Linked DNA regions of Mus musculus: region 1 is linked to region 2. The links are chromatin contacts, called in public ChIA-PET maps. All regions are on one chromosome and are shown on one strand. The core of a region is the stretch at or near the end of the contact, and the rest is flanking DNA. Distances in the headings are between cores, read along the strand shown. Region 1 overlaps Ankrd44 (ankyrin repeat domain 44). Region 2 has its middle 27 kb from the start of Pgap1.

Region 1 (6,764 bases), core at 59-2,558, 320 kb after region 2:
GGGCAGAAACAAGGCTGGAAGCAAAGCAGCGGCTGGTGCTAAGGGGCTAGGTGCACTAAGGTGTAAAGCACTAAGACTCCGAGAGCCAGTAGAGAAATACAAAAATAATCAGTGGTGAGTGGCAATGATGATAAAACACACCAATTCTGCACCATGCTCTGTCTGCATTCAGAATGGGCACCCAGATAGATCCGAACTTATTTCCTATCTCTATAAAGGGAAGAGGGGCTCTCCTCACACTCAGGCCACAGCCATGGTCTCAGTTTTAATTGCCCTGAGGACCCCTCTACCCATCTTCTCTTCCCTGAGCGGATATGTAGGTCACCAACCAGCAAGTGGATCAAATCTCCTAGGTAGAGACCTTCGACCTTGGGAACGTTTAGAGCAGATACAGGTGCTGCAAGATGGAGCGGACATTGAAGAACGCCACCGATGCTAAGGAAAGAGCCCCTGCCCACATGCAGTTCTCATGTGCATTTTGTGCAGTCAGCAATTCTGTTTTCTCCACAGCCTTCAAAATGTCAGCTTCTCATGTCAAGCAGTATGAGTACGTCAGGCGAAGCGGAGGCTTTCTTATGGTTTCAGGCTGGTAGTATTTCAGAACCACATGATTGCAGGGCTGAGCTCAGCAGGGCTGTACTGGAGAGCAGATTGCATATCCCTCATGCTGCCCACATTTCAGAGACTGATAAAATATTGTCCCTGGGGATTATAAGAGGAAGAAAAAAAAATGACAGCACATCCCCCTCTAAGGAACAAGCCCGTGGGTGATCGTACTAAATGCCAGGGAACCCACTGGAGCACCAAAATGGTCAGATGGAATTGGAAGAAAGCCTAAGAGGCCATTCATTCTCTACGTCCAGTGAGACTCTGAGTCCTAAAACACACTGTGCACATACGCACACAAACACACACATACCTGAAGTCTCCTCGGCTTCTCAATCACAACGCAAACCCCAAGTCCCTTAGTGGGTTTCAGGGGCCTCCATTAACTGGCCACCAAGCAAGTAATTGCCAGGTGAGAAAAATCAACTTGGGCCCCAGAAGGCCAAGTGCAGTGTACACTCGGGAAACAGGCAAAGGAGACAGATTAGTATGGGAGAAATCAGATACTCACTCCTCCCTGTCCACCAATAATCCATACCAAAAGGGGTTCGGGTACAACAAGGGCAAATGCAGCTGAGATGTGGAAAGCGCGCATCTAACAAAAGCACAAAGGGTTCGTTAAAAAGCCGTCTCCCTCCCTCCCCCCAGCCACCAAATGCTCTGCAAGAAAAGCCACAGCCCAGCCCGTGCTTGCTCGCTCGCTCGCTCGGCACATCTGGTTTCAGTTACCTGTGCCCAAACTGCAGCTCTCAGAGAAACAGAGCTCGAGCTGACTCCATGGTTTAAGATCTGTCAGAACAGCTTATATGGAGATGGAGGGACAGAGTGTGGAAGCCTTGAGCAACAATATTTCTGGTCATCACGTGACCCCTCACAGATGACATTTTGGAGTCAGATGGCACTGCTAAACTTGGTCACTGGAAAAGTAAAAGCCACCTAGGGAGACCATGATCACTTCATAGATAAACCCAGTTACCCACTCGGGTCAACCACTAGTCAGCATGAACATCTCACAAATTCATGCCACTTCACGAGATGGCCACATGCTTTCCCTGCCACGGTGCACCATAGCCCCTCAGACCACACTCAAACATGTTAAAAGTCAGAAACCCTCCCATGCCAGACTCCAAATCCTACTCTTGCCAGATAGACCAAAAAGCTGTCACACCTGACACGGCTCCCAGACTTTCCTCTGTCTATTCACTGTTCCTAAAACAGTTGCACATAGAAATGTGGTATCTTTTTAAAGTTACTTTAGTGCCAAGTGTGGTGGTGCACACTCACAATCACAATGAAAGCAGAGATCATGACTTCAAGATGACTGTGAGCTGCACAGCACACCCAGATCAAACTGAACCCACAAGACAATAATCTACCTAGTAATCTCAGTGACTTCGTTACATTAATTAATTACGCTCTGTAAAAAGCTACCCTTTGCCGGGTGTGGTGGCGCACGCCTTTAATCCCAGAACTGCACTCGAGAGGCAGAGGCAGGCGGATTTCTGATGTTGGAGCCCACAGCTGACTCTGGCTGTGTCCAACAAAATGTGACAAATCATTGACCTGAGCGCTTTTTCTTTAGCCACAACTCATTCATTGCCCCATCCTTTTAATATTTGGGTTTCTGGTTCAACAGAAGCCATGAAAATACTTCATAGTATGGTAATATTATACAATTGCATATTGTCTATTTTATTCTAAACACTGGTGAATAATGGTCAGTAAATAATTTCCTAACTCCTAGATCATGAAATTTATTCTAAATAGGAATATCTTACTTTTTATGCTCTATGAGTACTTAACCCAATATTTAAGATATGCATTGATATGTTGTTAATAATCATTACAAACATAATACTAAAATTTATCACAATCATTTTACATGCATCACAACATGAATAAGAGCAGGTACTTGGAGGATTTGAAGGAAGGAAAAGGAAGAGGAACATGATGCAATTATAATCTAATTTTTAAAATTATTTTACAAAAATGCATCCCATCCAGTATTGTGGTCCATGCTTCTAATCCCAACACCCAGGAAGCTAGCTCAGGAAGATGACAGGTTCCAGGCCAGTCCAGGCTGTCCCATGCACATACACACAAAAGCACTACATTTGAAAAAAATTCAAGGGGAAAAAGAAACACTATAAAATTTGGACTACTGACAGGCACAACTACTGACAGGCACATCAAACCACAATAGTGTTTAGATTCCACTCCACTCCATACAATTTAAACAACGATACGTTTTCACTTTTAAAATCAATATTTACATTGTGTCAAAAATTACATCCTTTGTATCTTTCCAACTTTATGATGAAAATCTTTAGAGGTCCAACTAAAAAGACTTTCAGGGGATACACAGTTTATAAAACTCTGGCAGAGGCTGGGGATGGAGGTGAAAATGCTCCACTGAGATGTTCTTGGCTTGCCTCCTCAGTCTACCCAGGACAGCCTCTTTAGAGACCAACTGAGCTAAAAGCTTGAAACTCAGAGCCCCCACTGACCATGATTTCCTGTGTAAGTCTTTTAAAAGCGGCCTCTGAGAAAGCCTGTCTGAAATCCTCAGAAGATCTGAGGAGGTGACTCAGTCCAAAGCATGCTTGCTGGGCAAGCATGAGACCGAAGACAGATCCATCCCTTACACGTACTTAAAAGGTGTAAGAGCACACCTGCAGCCTCAGTGCTGGGTGGGGCAGGGAGACAGAAGGAGCTCCAGGGCTTACTGGCAGGCCACTAGGCTAGCCAAGCAATACTCTTCAAGATTTAATGGGAAACCCTGTCTTTAAAAATAAGGTCAAGCTACATGTGGTGGGCACGGGTTTTTAAAACCAGCACATGGGGGTCAGAGGTAAGACTTCTGTGATTCAATGCCAGCCTGATTTACATAGTACGCTCCAGGCCAGCCATAGCGTCACAGAAAAGAGACTGCCTCAGGAAAAATACGAATAATAAAGACGTTTGCTGCACAAATCTGGCAACCTGAGCCAGGTTCCTGGAGCCCCCTCCCCCCCAAGTAAAAATGGAAGGAGAAAACGAACTCCACAAAGTTATCCTCTGCCCTCTACACGTGCACTGTAACATGTGTGCCCACACACAGGCATCTTGCACACAAACTGCACATAAGTAAGTGAATAAGTAAATAAGGTGGAGACACCACAATTGAGAAAGACCTCAACCTCTGATGTCTGTGCATATACACACACCATCACACATCTACACATATATGAACCGTTTCAAACATAGACACAGATAAAATAAAAATCCTCAGAAAACAGAGAGTGATGAACAGAATAACATTTCCTGGAGCTGGAGAAATGGTAACATTCTCCCCCCCCCTTCCCCTCCCCCTCTGGCTGGTAAGATTCTTTTCACACTACTTCCTTGACCAGTGACTGCTGGAGTGAGGGGAAGCATTTTCAGAACTGTTAATATCATGACACACTAAGGGTGCAGCTACAGGTTCCCTACATACTTAACAAATTACCAATAAAGATTTCCCTCCCCAGGCCAATGAGGTGGATGAGGAAGTAAGAGCGCTTGCCACCAAGCCTGCCAAATCTGACTTCAACCACTGGGACCCACATAGTGGAGAGAAAAAAACCAACCATCCTGACACCCACCCACCCACACAGGCAGGCTCACATACACACACAATGACACACAAACAACGACTAAAATAAATGTTTTTTAATTCCATACTCCCCCTGCAGAATGGCAGTTCTACTGACCCTTTTACAAAGGTTACTTATCTAACAAAAGTTTAATCAAGTATATAACCTTCCCGTGAGAGAGCCCACCCCAAGCTCCAAATACAGCTCTAACCAAGAAAGCAAGCATGCTGTCTAAGCATTTGGACAATAAGGGCCTGAGAAAGCCAGTGTTTTAGAGTTCCACTGTCCTTTGACTATCATCCTCTGCACCCAAAGAGGAACATAAGGCAAGAGCTCTGGCCCTGCATCCAATGGGCTCCCTCAAGGCCAGCCAAGAAGCACCTGAGATATTCTAATCTGGATAATGCAGATGATACTCCATTAGACCTAAATGGTAATTACCCAGGAGTCCGCCTTGAGCTTTCTTTCTCAGAGTGTTTAATGTTTCAGGCTGTATCCTAAGTATAGCTGTCAAAATGACACGTGGTGTCATTAAGTGGTGTTTAAGAACAGGACAGGCACCTCAGATCCAGCCAAGAGTCCTCCCTCCACCAAGACTCTGCAAGCTCAGCAACAAGCACACACCTCAGTTGTCCCTATGACAAGTAGGGACTGGCGTACTCACTTCCTGTCCCTCCAGTGCCTCAACACTTGAGATGATCTTCAGGAAGTGTCAGGACTCCCCAGGGGTCTTTTCTCAAGTGACATAACCCATCAATTCACTTATCAATCTTCTCATAAACAAATATCATTGGCCTTTAATACTCATGAATAAAGAGAAGCTGAACAATGCCAGATGACCTCTCCCCCACAAACCAACTCAGAGTACACAACTTCTGCCCAGACCAACTGCAACTCCAAGTCCAGAAGTGTCACCAGAGGCAAGCGACTCAAAGCACAGGAAGGAATGTGGGCCATGTTCTCCTTATAATTATGATGAAATAAATGCACACTGGACAGGGACTCACAAAGGCACACACACACACACACACACACACACCCGAATACATAACTCACACAGAAATGTCCACTGCAAGGACATTCTAAAATAGTGAGAACTATAAACAAATTGACAGCACAAATATATTTTTATTTTTAATAGCTGACTTGCACTCAAAAGATCTGCTTAAAGTTAGCTTTCTATAAAATTAAAGTCATTTCCAGATCTAGAGTCTACTCAAACTAAAAACAGTATTTAAAAAAAAAAAAAAGAGGAAGTAGAAAATAATAAGATTCTGTTTTTCTCCCAAACATAGGAGTACCTCTGCATCTGGGATCTTTGAGTGCATTAAAGTACATATTAGGTTTTTCTGGGTCCACATCAAGAGTCTAAACATGCAGTTTAAAAGGCAAGTGGTTTGGAGTATAAACGCATGGCCCTTCTCTACCAAGTTCCAAAAGTGCATCTGTAAAAGGTAACGAAGAGTCTACTTTCTCCTGGAGAGAGCGAACAGCAACAGTTCCCATCACAATCTAGCTAAACCTGCATCAAAGTGCAGCCCAGGTAACGGCATAACACCTGCCTTCTGCATAGTGGTCCTGAACCTGCTCTGAGGTGGCACACAGGCCCCCAGAGCTCTCTTTGCAAGGGCTATGTACCAATCTTTTCACCCTTGCTGGCCCTACAGTCTCTGTTGCGACTCCTCAGCTCCACTGTGTCACTTCACAGTGCCACCAACAGTGCAAGCAAACAGACCAGGGAAGGTATGCTCCAACACAGTCTAATTATGGACACGAAAATGTAAATTTTATTAAAAATTCTGAGTGTTGTAAAATACAATTTTTTATCCTTTTCAACTATTTTATAACATAATGATTATTCTTAGCTCATAGGCATTTAAATGCAGGTAGTTGGCTGGATTCGGCCAGTAAGCAAAAGTCTACTAACCCTGAGTTGTAGATGGCTAAAGCCCATGTAAACCAAGAATTGCATTTCTCCCCACTCCCTCCTAAAGAAGTTTTTATTCTGTCTAATCACTTCACTGGTGGCTGAAGAATTTTGAGAATCTTTTATTCTTAAAAAAAAAAAAAAATCCAAATCCACTGACTGCTCTGTGTGAGAGCGGCTGGTGCTCAGAGGGGAATCTTTTAAGTCAAAGTCATCAGAGACCAAGTGGCCTTGGTCACATCTGGATTCTGGTCACTGCTGCAAAGAAGACAGCCATTGCAGGAAACAGTAACCCATCCCCTCCTGCCCTACCCTGCTCCTGCGGTAGGCTAGTACTTCATGGCGCAAGCTGTTTCCTCCTCCTCTGTACCCCTGAGACTAATGTCCTAGGTCTGGTCTCTAACTATTCTGAGAGTGGGCACAAAGCCAGTCTTAAAGATACAGCAGCCTGGAAAGGAATCTGCCAAGCCGCAGCTAATATGTGCTGCATGTTACCCCTAGCTTCTACAGCACGAGGCTATAGCAAAATAGGCTCCTCTTCACTATGCAACATCGGCTGACATTACCTGGCACCCACACATGGAAGGGCTCAGGCAGGCACCACTGAGGTTTGCTAC
Region 2 (7,467 bases), core at 3,448-5,947:
TGTTGGCCATGATTAATAACCCCCGAACTAGGAGATAACTAGTTCAGCATTCCATAGTCAATGCTCTTTTTTTTTTTTTTTTTTGTAAATGTTAATGTTAGCCAATGTGAATTTATATCAATCAAGAAAACTGGCTTGCAGGGAGATTTGCAAAGAACTTTCAGGCTTATAATTCAAATTTTGGCTAAATGTGGTGAATTTAACCCAAGTCCTATATGTCACTGCATATATAAAATAATGTGACACTGTTTGATATTGTATTATAACTAACTTTATTAAGAGAGCCATCGTAAATACTTACCTAATATACTTTATGAGCATATTCAAACATATGATAAAGAACCTTCTTCTATGGAAATTTAAGGCAATATAAATGCTTTAAATTTATTTTCAATCTTGCTATCTCTTTAAGGGCCAATGTTGTGGAGTTGGTCTAACGCTTATATTATGTTAATTGGGTCCCCAAAATTGCACAAAAATCTTCATGTAAGACACTGAGGATCCCTGACCCCAATTAGTTTTGATTGGTAAATAAAGTTGCCAGCAGCCAATGGCTGGGCCATGAGACAGAGGCGGAACTTTAGTATTCCCAGGCAAGGGACTAGGAAGGAGGAAGGAGAAAGGAGAGAGTCGCCATGCCAGGCCTGAGGGGTACAGTCATTGAAAGACCCACAACGTGAGGACTCCCCCACGTTCTGACTCAGGAGAGGCGACACCCCAAAATCACCAACGAGAAACGGATTTGCTGCAAATTGCAAGAGGATTTTTATTCAAGAGCGCTCTCGGGCCCACGGTCATACACCACACAGGGGTAGAGGACTGTGGCGCCCCGAGTAGCTGAGTAAGGGGGTATTTAAAGGAAGGAACCACAACTCAAGGAGGTGGGAAGGGCGTTGTTGGAAAATACCAAAAATACCAGTTAAGAGTCACAAGGAAGTACAAAGTCACAAGTGTCAGGTTATCTCTCAAGACAGTTTCTAAGAGTCCCTAACAATCTAAGAGCCCCTAGCAATAGCACCTTTGCATAGTGGGTTCCAGTAGTGGTCAGGGTGGGTCAGGGTGACTTTCTTTGAATGAACACTCTTTGAACCCAGGAAGCGGGTGGGTGGAGGAAGGAATGTCACTATCTGCTTTATGATTAGCATACCTTGGAGCATTGAGTTTATTACTCTTTCATCATCATGTAAGAGTCAGAGATCATAGCCCAGGAGAGCTGCACGCCTGGGTCCGGGGCAGCCAAGATGGAATATGGGTTTAGTAAATGATGAGTTGGGATTCTCAGAAAGTACATCAGCAGTGTGGAGATTTGGAAGGGGCTCAGCCATTGAGCTGTTTAAGGCATATTAAAAATAAGGCCGTGTGTGGGGTGGGTAGGAAGGAGCATGTACAGCCATCACCAGGGCAATTTGAGTAGAGATAATTTGGTTACAGCAATAGGCCAAGACCATAGTAATAGTAACTCAAATACGTACGTCTTACCCTGATGCTGAAGATGAGCCACTGATGGGGGAAAGATACTTAAATAGTACAGTGTTATTAAAGATTCTTCCATTATACTTGAAGGATAAATGTCTGCTTAAGACATAATGGTAAGAAGATGGAAACAGACTGAAACTTGCTAGAAAGATTGTTGCTTCGTTGATAAATCAGTTTTCTAAGGCCAGTTACTTGTGTCCTGTCAGTCACAGAAGGGCATTCCAAGAAATTCAGACTTCCAACCTAGCTGTGATACAAGGAGCCCTAGCTCTGTTCTTACTTCTGATGCTTTGTTTCTATGACCTAGGAAGTTACTTATAATTTCGTCCAGCCTCAGTTTCCTCATCCACAAAATGGGAAGAAAAGTTATCTCTTGGTGTTGTTAAAACCATTACATAACTCTGTGTTAAATACTGAATATATTATAGGCTCAAAAATGGTAGCTCTTGTTACTATGAAAACCTACATTAAAAAATCACCACCACCACCACCACCACCACAACAACAAACTTGTCAAGTAGTGTTTTTGTGATTCTAGCACTAGGCAGGCAGAGACAGGAGGATGCTGAACTTCCTGATCAGCTGGGCTCCCCTAACGGGCCAGTAAGAAACTCTCTCTCACAAAACAAGGTGGATGACTCCTGAAGAAAGACAGCCTGAGACTGACTTCTGCCCTCTACCCACATATGCACCTGCATACACATATGCACCTACTTACACATATGCACCCACTTACACATATGTACCCACATACACATATGTACCCACTTACACATATGCACCCACATACACATATGCACCAACTTACACATATGCACCCACATACACATGTGTACCGACATACACATATGCACCCACTTACACATATGCACCCACGTGACTATACAACCCCAATATGAAAATACTATAAAGGAAAACATTTGCCTATTAAGGAAGACTAGTGCTTGTCTCTACAATGAAAAACCATTTTCCTGGTACCAGAGATAAAGGACAAACCAAGAAGTTCACTGACACAAAGGCTGTCATCTTTCTGTCAAAGTCTGGTTATTGCATAAAATTGATATTCATAAATCTTAATTTAATGAAAAACGATGTGAAGTCCAAAGGTATCAGACAGCTAGTGAGATTATTTCTCAGGGCTAGTGAAGAAGGGAAGGATATTTTGGTGACACCCACACTTTCTATGGGTAATTGATTTTTGTTGGTATTCCATCTGGACTCAACCCCTCTTAGACCTAGTGGGGAAACCCCCACCCAATTCCCACTTCAGCGTGCACCCAAAAAATCATGAAGGACCATCTCTTGATGTAATTACATGAGAACGTTTAATGACGGAGCTCCAGACCAACATGCATCCCACACAGGAGATAACGGATGTCGACCACGAGGCTCAAAAGCTAGGGGTTTTTATAGGGTAAGGGGCTTAGGGGTGTGGAATTCAGCATAGCAACACACTATTGGCTTATTCAAACATTAACAGAAAGATTACAGGGCATCAGGACTTTGTTCCTGTGGGCTGGGGGCTTATCTTTGTTCACATAGCAACCAGTTGATGTATGACTTTACCCAGGTCAAGGGGCAGTAGACAGAGGGGAGGTTCCGGCCAGGTGGTGTTGACCCAGACAAGATAGCCCTGTTTGTACAATCAAGCTGTTCTTAGGAATGTCTTGACAACAGCCCTGTCTGTTCTGCTTTGTTCTTGGCCCCAGGTCGGGGGCTCATAGACAACTCTTTTACATGAATCACAAGATACAAAATCTCATTTTCTTTCACCCCCACAGTTACCTGGCAACAGCCAGGTATGCTCCTCCCCCAATGGCCTGGCCCACTATAAAAGGGCCTGCTTGCCCCCTCTTCTCTCTCTTACTCTTACTCTTGCCTCTCTCTCTGGCCTCTTGTCCTCTTGCTCTCCCTCTCTCCCTCTCTCCCTCTCTCCCCCTTCTCTTCTCCCCTCCATGTGGTCATGGCTGGCCTCTACCTCTCTTCTCTTCTCTTCTCTTCTCTTCTCTTCTCTTCTCTTCTCTTCTCTTCTCTTCTCTTCTCTTCTCTTCTTCTCTTCTCTTCTCTTCTCTTCTCTTCTCTTCCCCCCCCCCTCTCTCTCTCCCTTTTTCTGCCTCTACTATCCTCTTAACTTCCCTCCCCATGCCCTTAATAAACTCTATTCTATACTATACCATCATGTGGCTGGTCCCTCAGGGGTAAGGAATGCCTCAGCATGGGCCCACTGAGACATCCCCTTTCCCCACACCTCACCACACCTAGCTAGAACATATCCTTATATCTCTTTCTTTCTTTCTCTCTCTTTCTTTCTTTCTTTCTTCCTTCCTTCCTTCCTTCCTTCCTTTCTTTCTTTCTTTCTTTCTTTCTTTCTTTCTTTCTTTCTTTCTTTCTTTCTTTCTTTCTTTTATAATCACAACAATTTTGAACTCAACACACCAAAGGCCCAAAGCAGCTGTCTTGAGCATTTCAGTTTGGTGGCTGTTTGTACAGCTAGCTGTGTGACTGGTTTTTCTTTCTGCTACTGAAAGGCCTGCTTCAGAACTTAGAGCTGCCATTGTGCATCTGAAAGCTTCGTGGCTCAATCCCTGCCTGCTGCCAAAGTTCTGTTTGAAAGCCTCCTAGAAGTAAAATTCTTAGAGATTCATATTGTGGCACATTGCAAAAGGCAACACTTAAAGAAGGTGTGCACCCAGGTCACTGGCTCTGCTCTTAAGATCCTGAATTCAATGAGTCACACACACACACACACACACACACACACACACACACACACAACAAGCTCCAACAGCTCCCTTCTGGAGGCTCTGTATGACTAATAACCATTTGTCCCTAGAGGAGAGGAGCTAGCCTGATTTTTCAATCTGTTATTTCTTTTTCTGCATCTTGTGGGTGGATCACATGATAGAGACTTTAGGCAAGCAGGTATGTACAGGTAGGTGGCCGTATCTGCTAGCTCTGTTCCAGGAGTTCCAACAGCTGTGCTTATTCTGATGACTAGCTAGAAGAACAGGGGTGGATCCCTCCCTCCTTTCTTGTTCACAAAATCAGTGCTGAGATGAATCCCTTTAAACAGTGAAGAGAACAGCAGGTGTTGTATCCTGAAGAGGTAACAAGTTGTCTCAGCTGAGGAAAGAAAAGCTAAGAGGAGCAGACCTCAACAGTTAGAGACACCGTGTCTGAAAGGAAGAAAAGAAAGAAGTTAAGCCTAAAGAACAAAGCAAAAATAAGTGCAGAGCCACAGGACCTGGGGGGCTGGCCTAGTGCTGATAGGGAAGTGGGCTAGACACACCTCAAAGGCTCCCTGCACCAGCCTGTTACTCTTCCTCACCAATATCTCCTTTTCTAATCTAAGTTCCCCAAGTTGACCACAGTTGGGAGGTCTAAAAGTATTACAAAAGTATTTTACATTACAACAGCCCAAGGACAGAAGGAAGAAGTGGCCCAAGTGAGCAGGCTGTGTTTTTCCACGTGAATTTATTCTGAGTGGGGTGAACGCCCAGGAGAGGCAGGCACCTGAACGTTCACATCGACGCACGCACACACAGGAAGGAAATTCTGACCCGTTCTACATGCTTGATCCCTAATGAGATGCAAAGTGGAAAAAACCCAGAAAGGACAAACACTTCCTGTTGAGGTACACAGGGTGGTTGTATTTATGAGACAAAAAAGCATTGTGTCCAAGCAACGAAGAGCTGTAAAATTAACATATGAAAGAAGCCAGTTGCTAAGAAAGACTGGAGGCCCTTCCCCACCTGGGCGCTGCTGCTGCTGCATGTTGTTGTTGTTGTTCTCCTCATCCTCCTTTTTTTTCTTTTCTCTTCCTTTTTATTGATTCCCTGGGAACCCACACATCTTGTACTCTAATCCCATTCATTTCCTTATCCCTTTGTATCTGCCCTCCACTCTTGCAACCTCACCCCACCAATCAATAAGCAGGGGAGAGAGAGAGAGAGAGAGAGAGAGAGAGAGAGAGAGAGAGAGAGAGAGAGAGAGAGAGAGAGAGAGAGAATGAATCATGGAAGCTGTAGTGTATCACATCTTTACTGGCAAATGTTCATTGCAGTGAGTCGCTGGGCTTCTTGCAGAAAGAAGCAGAACAAGCAGTAGAAAAATCCCAGTGAGACACAGACCTAGGAGAGGTGGCTACTATAAAGCTTCCTGAGCCTCCTGTGTGGATGCCTTTCTTCCACCTCACTACCCTCTCCCATTCTAGAGAGTCTTTCTCTATAAACCATTCCTATTTCTGTTTTCCTTAATAAACGTTATATAAAAAAACATTCCTTTCAACCTTTAAAACGTCAGCAGGGGACTCAGCTGCATTTCTATAGCAGTAGATTGTGATTCTGGGGGGCACTGGGGGGGAGGGAAAAGAGTTATTGCTTAACGGGTTCAGAGTTTCAGTTCTAGTTTCAGTTCTAGTGAGGAGAGATATACAGATGGAAGGCTGGGACCGTTGCACAACTGGGTATATATTAAATATCACTGACCTGTACACTAAAAACATGATAAAAGTGATGGAATTTTTGGTATAAATATTTTACCACAAGATTTTAAGCATGAGTGACGGCCTTGGGAAGATCATTTCTTTTTTTGTTTGTTTGTTTGTTTTTTGTTTTTCGAGACAGGGTTTCTCTGTATAGCCCTGGCTGCCCTGGAACTCACTCTGTAGACCAGGCTGACCTCGAACTCAGAAATCCGCCTGCCTCTGACTCCCAAGTGCTGGGATTAAAGGCGTGCGCCACCACGCCCAGCGGGAAGATAATTTCTTATACTGGCTACACACACATGCATTATATGTGATCCCTCTAGGCACTTTCACTGAGAAATCCAATGATTCTTGATTGTAGGAAAGAAAAGTATATTAAGAAGGTATGTTTTAATTTTTAGGAATTGCTTTTAATGGCAGTATCTTCCTTTTCATGCTGCCAAGAAGTTAATCTTTTTTTTTTTAAACAAAAATGACATTTTCCTGAGAAGTAATTAATCCCACTATGAGAATGAGCAGGAAAGAAAAGACATTGGGACAATGTGTCATGCAGAGCACAGTATGCTCGGGGGGGGGGGGGGAAGGACAAGGGACAAAAACAGAAGTTGTGTAAAACTGGAGGCATAAAAAACTGGTTACAATAACTGTCTGCTGCAGAAATTCTTGAGTCTTCAGCAGCAAGGACTCCAAACTCAACAGTCATCTGCCAACAGATGAGCTCAAGAGAAGCAGAGCAAGGCTAAGAGGGGACTGGGCATAGGCCACGACCAACCCTGACCTGGGAGACTGGGTGTAGGCCACGGCCATCCCTGACCTGGGGGTGCGATAGCTGGAGGAGAGCTGCACTACGGCCAGATGCTCTCTTATATGTGATCCCTGGCCCACGGGCTGCATGTGGCCAAGTGTGGCCCAACACAAAATTATAAACTTACCTAAAACATCATGAGAGTTTGGGGTGGGGTTTTGTGTATGTGTAACTTGATGGTACAGTTCTCCAGCATGAACTTTGTAGATGACAATGTTCTGTGACAAGGTCAAGGCGGTTAAGCATGCCTGCTAGAGTATACTATTAACAGAACCACTTGAAAAGCTTTGTGACAGAGATACTGAGGCCATTTGAAGAGGTTCTGATTTGAAGATAACACTATGAGAGCCATGGCTCTAGCATTAAGGAGGGTATGATATTAATGATTGGTTCTGTATCTTTCATTCTTTTCAAGTATGTAAAAATGAAGGTCCAAGTCAAGAACTATTGAAGAGACTTGAAAAATTACTTAAATTCAGGTAGATATTATATCTATTATACTTGCCTTAAGGTAGTGGTGAAGCTTCAGACCAAATCTGGCAACATCACTTTCTAATAATATTGAGTTCTTCTGGCCAAGTTACTTAACGTTTCTAGACTCTGTTTTCTTTATCTGTGAAACTGAGGTATGTTGTAGTAACTATTTAAATCCCAACCTGATGTTTCTACACTTCTTTAGACCATTTAAATTCCCAGATGA

Evidence for each region. ChIA-PET counts read pairs in DNA pulled down with a chosen protein or histone mark.
Region 1: a contact with region 2 is called in an RNA polymerase II ChIA-PET map of effector CD8 T cells, with 8 read pairs. The contact joins two enhancer-like sites. A contact is called at or near these places in 5 of 39 promoter capture datasets (cranial neural crest, embryonic stem cells, hippocampal neurons and 2 more), 1 of 484 Hi-C or Micro-C datasets (forebrain) and 3 of 115 datasets of contacts at active chromatin or transcription factors (bone marrow-derived macrophages, effector CD8 T cells and memory CD8 T cells).

Annotation. Positions count from the first base shown.
Region 1 is chr1:54,905,968-54,912,731 of GRCm38.p6, forward strand. The region is part of intron 1 of Ankrd44 (ankyrin repeat domain 44); the gene reads right to left. Among named protein-coding and RNA genes, the nearest start is that of Ankrd44, 17 kb to the right of the region's middle. Within about 2 kb of position 1,309, at least 75 of the 459 cell types and tissues checked have an H3K27ac peak or open chromatin away from gene starts, as enhancers often do. A contact at or near this core is called in effector CD8 T cells and memory CD8 T cells, where this site is marked.
Region 2 is chr1:54,580,539-54,588,005 of GRCm38.p6, forward strand. No RefSeq gene overlaps it. Among named protein-coding and RNA genes, the nearest start is that of Pgap1, 27 kb to the left of the region's middle. Within about 2 kb of position 4,698, at least 146 of the 459 cell types and tissues checked have an H3K27ac peak or open chromatin away from gene starts, as enhancers often do. A contact at or near this core is called in effector CD8 T cells and memory CD8 T cells, where this site is marked.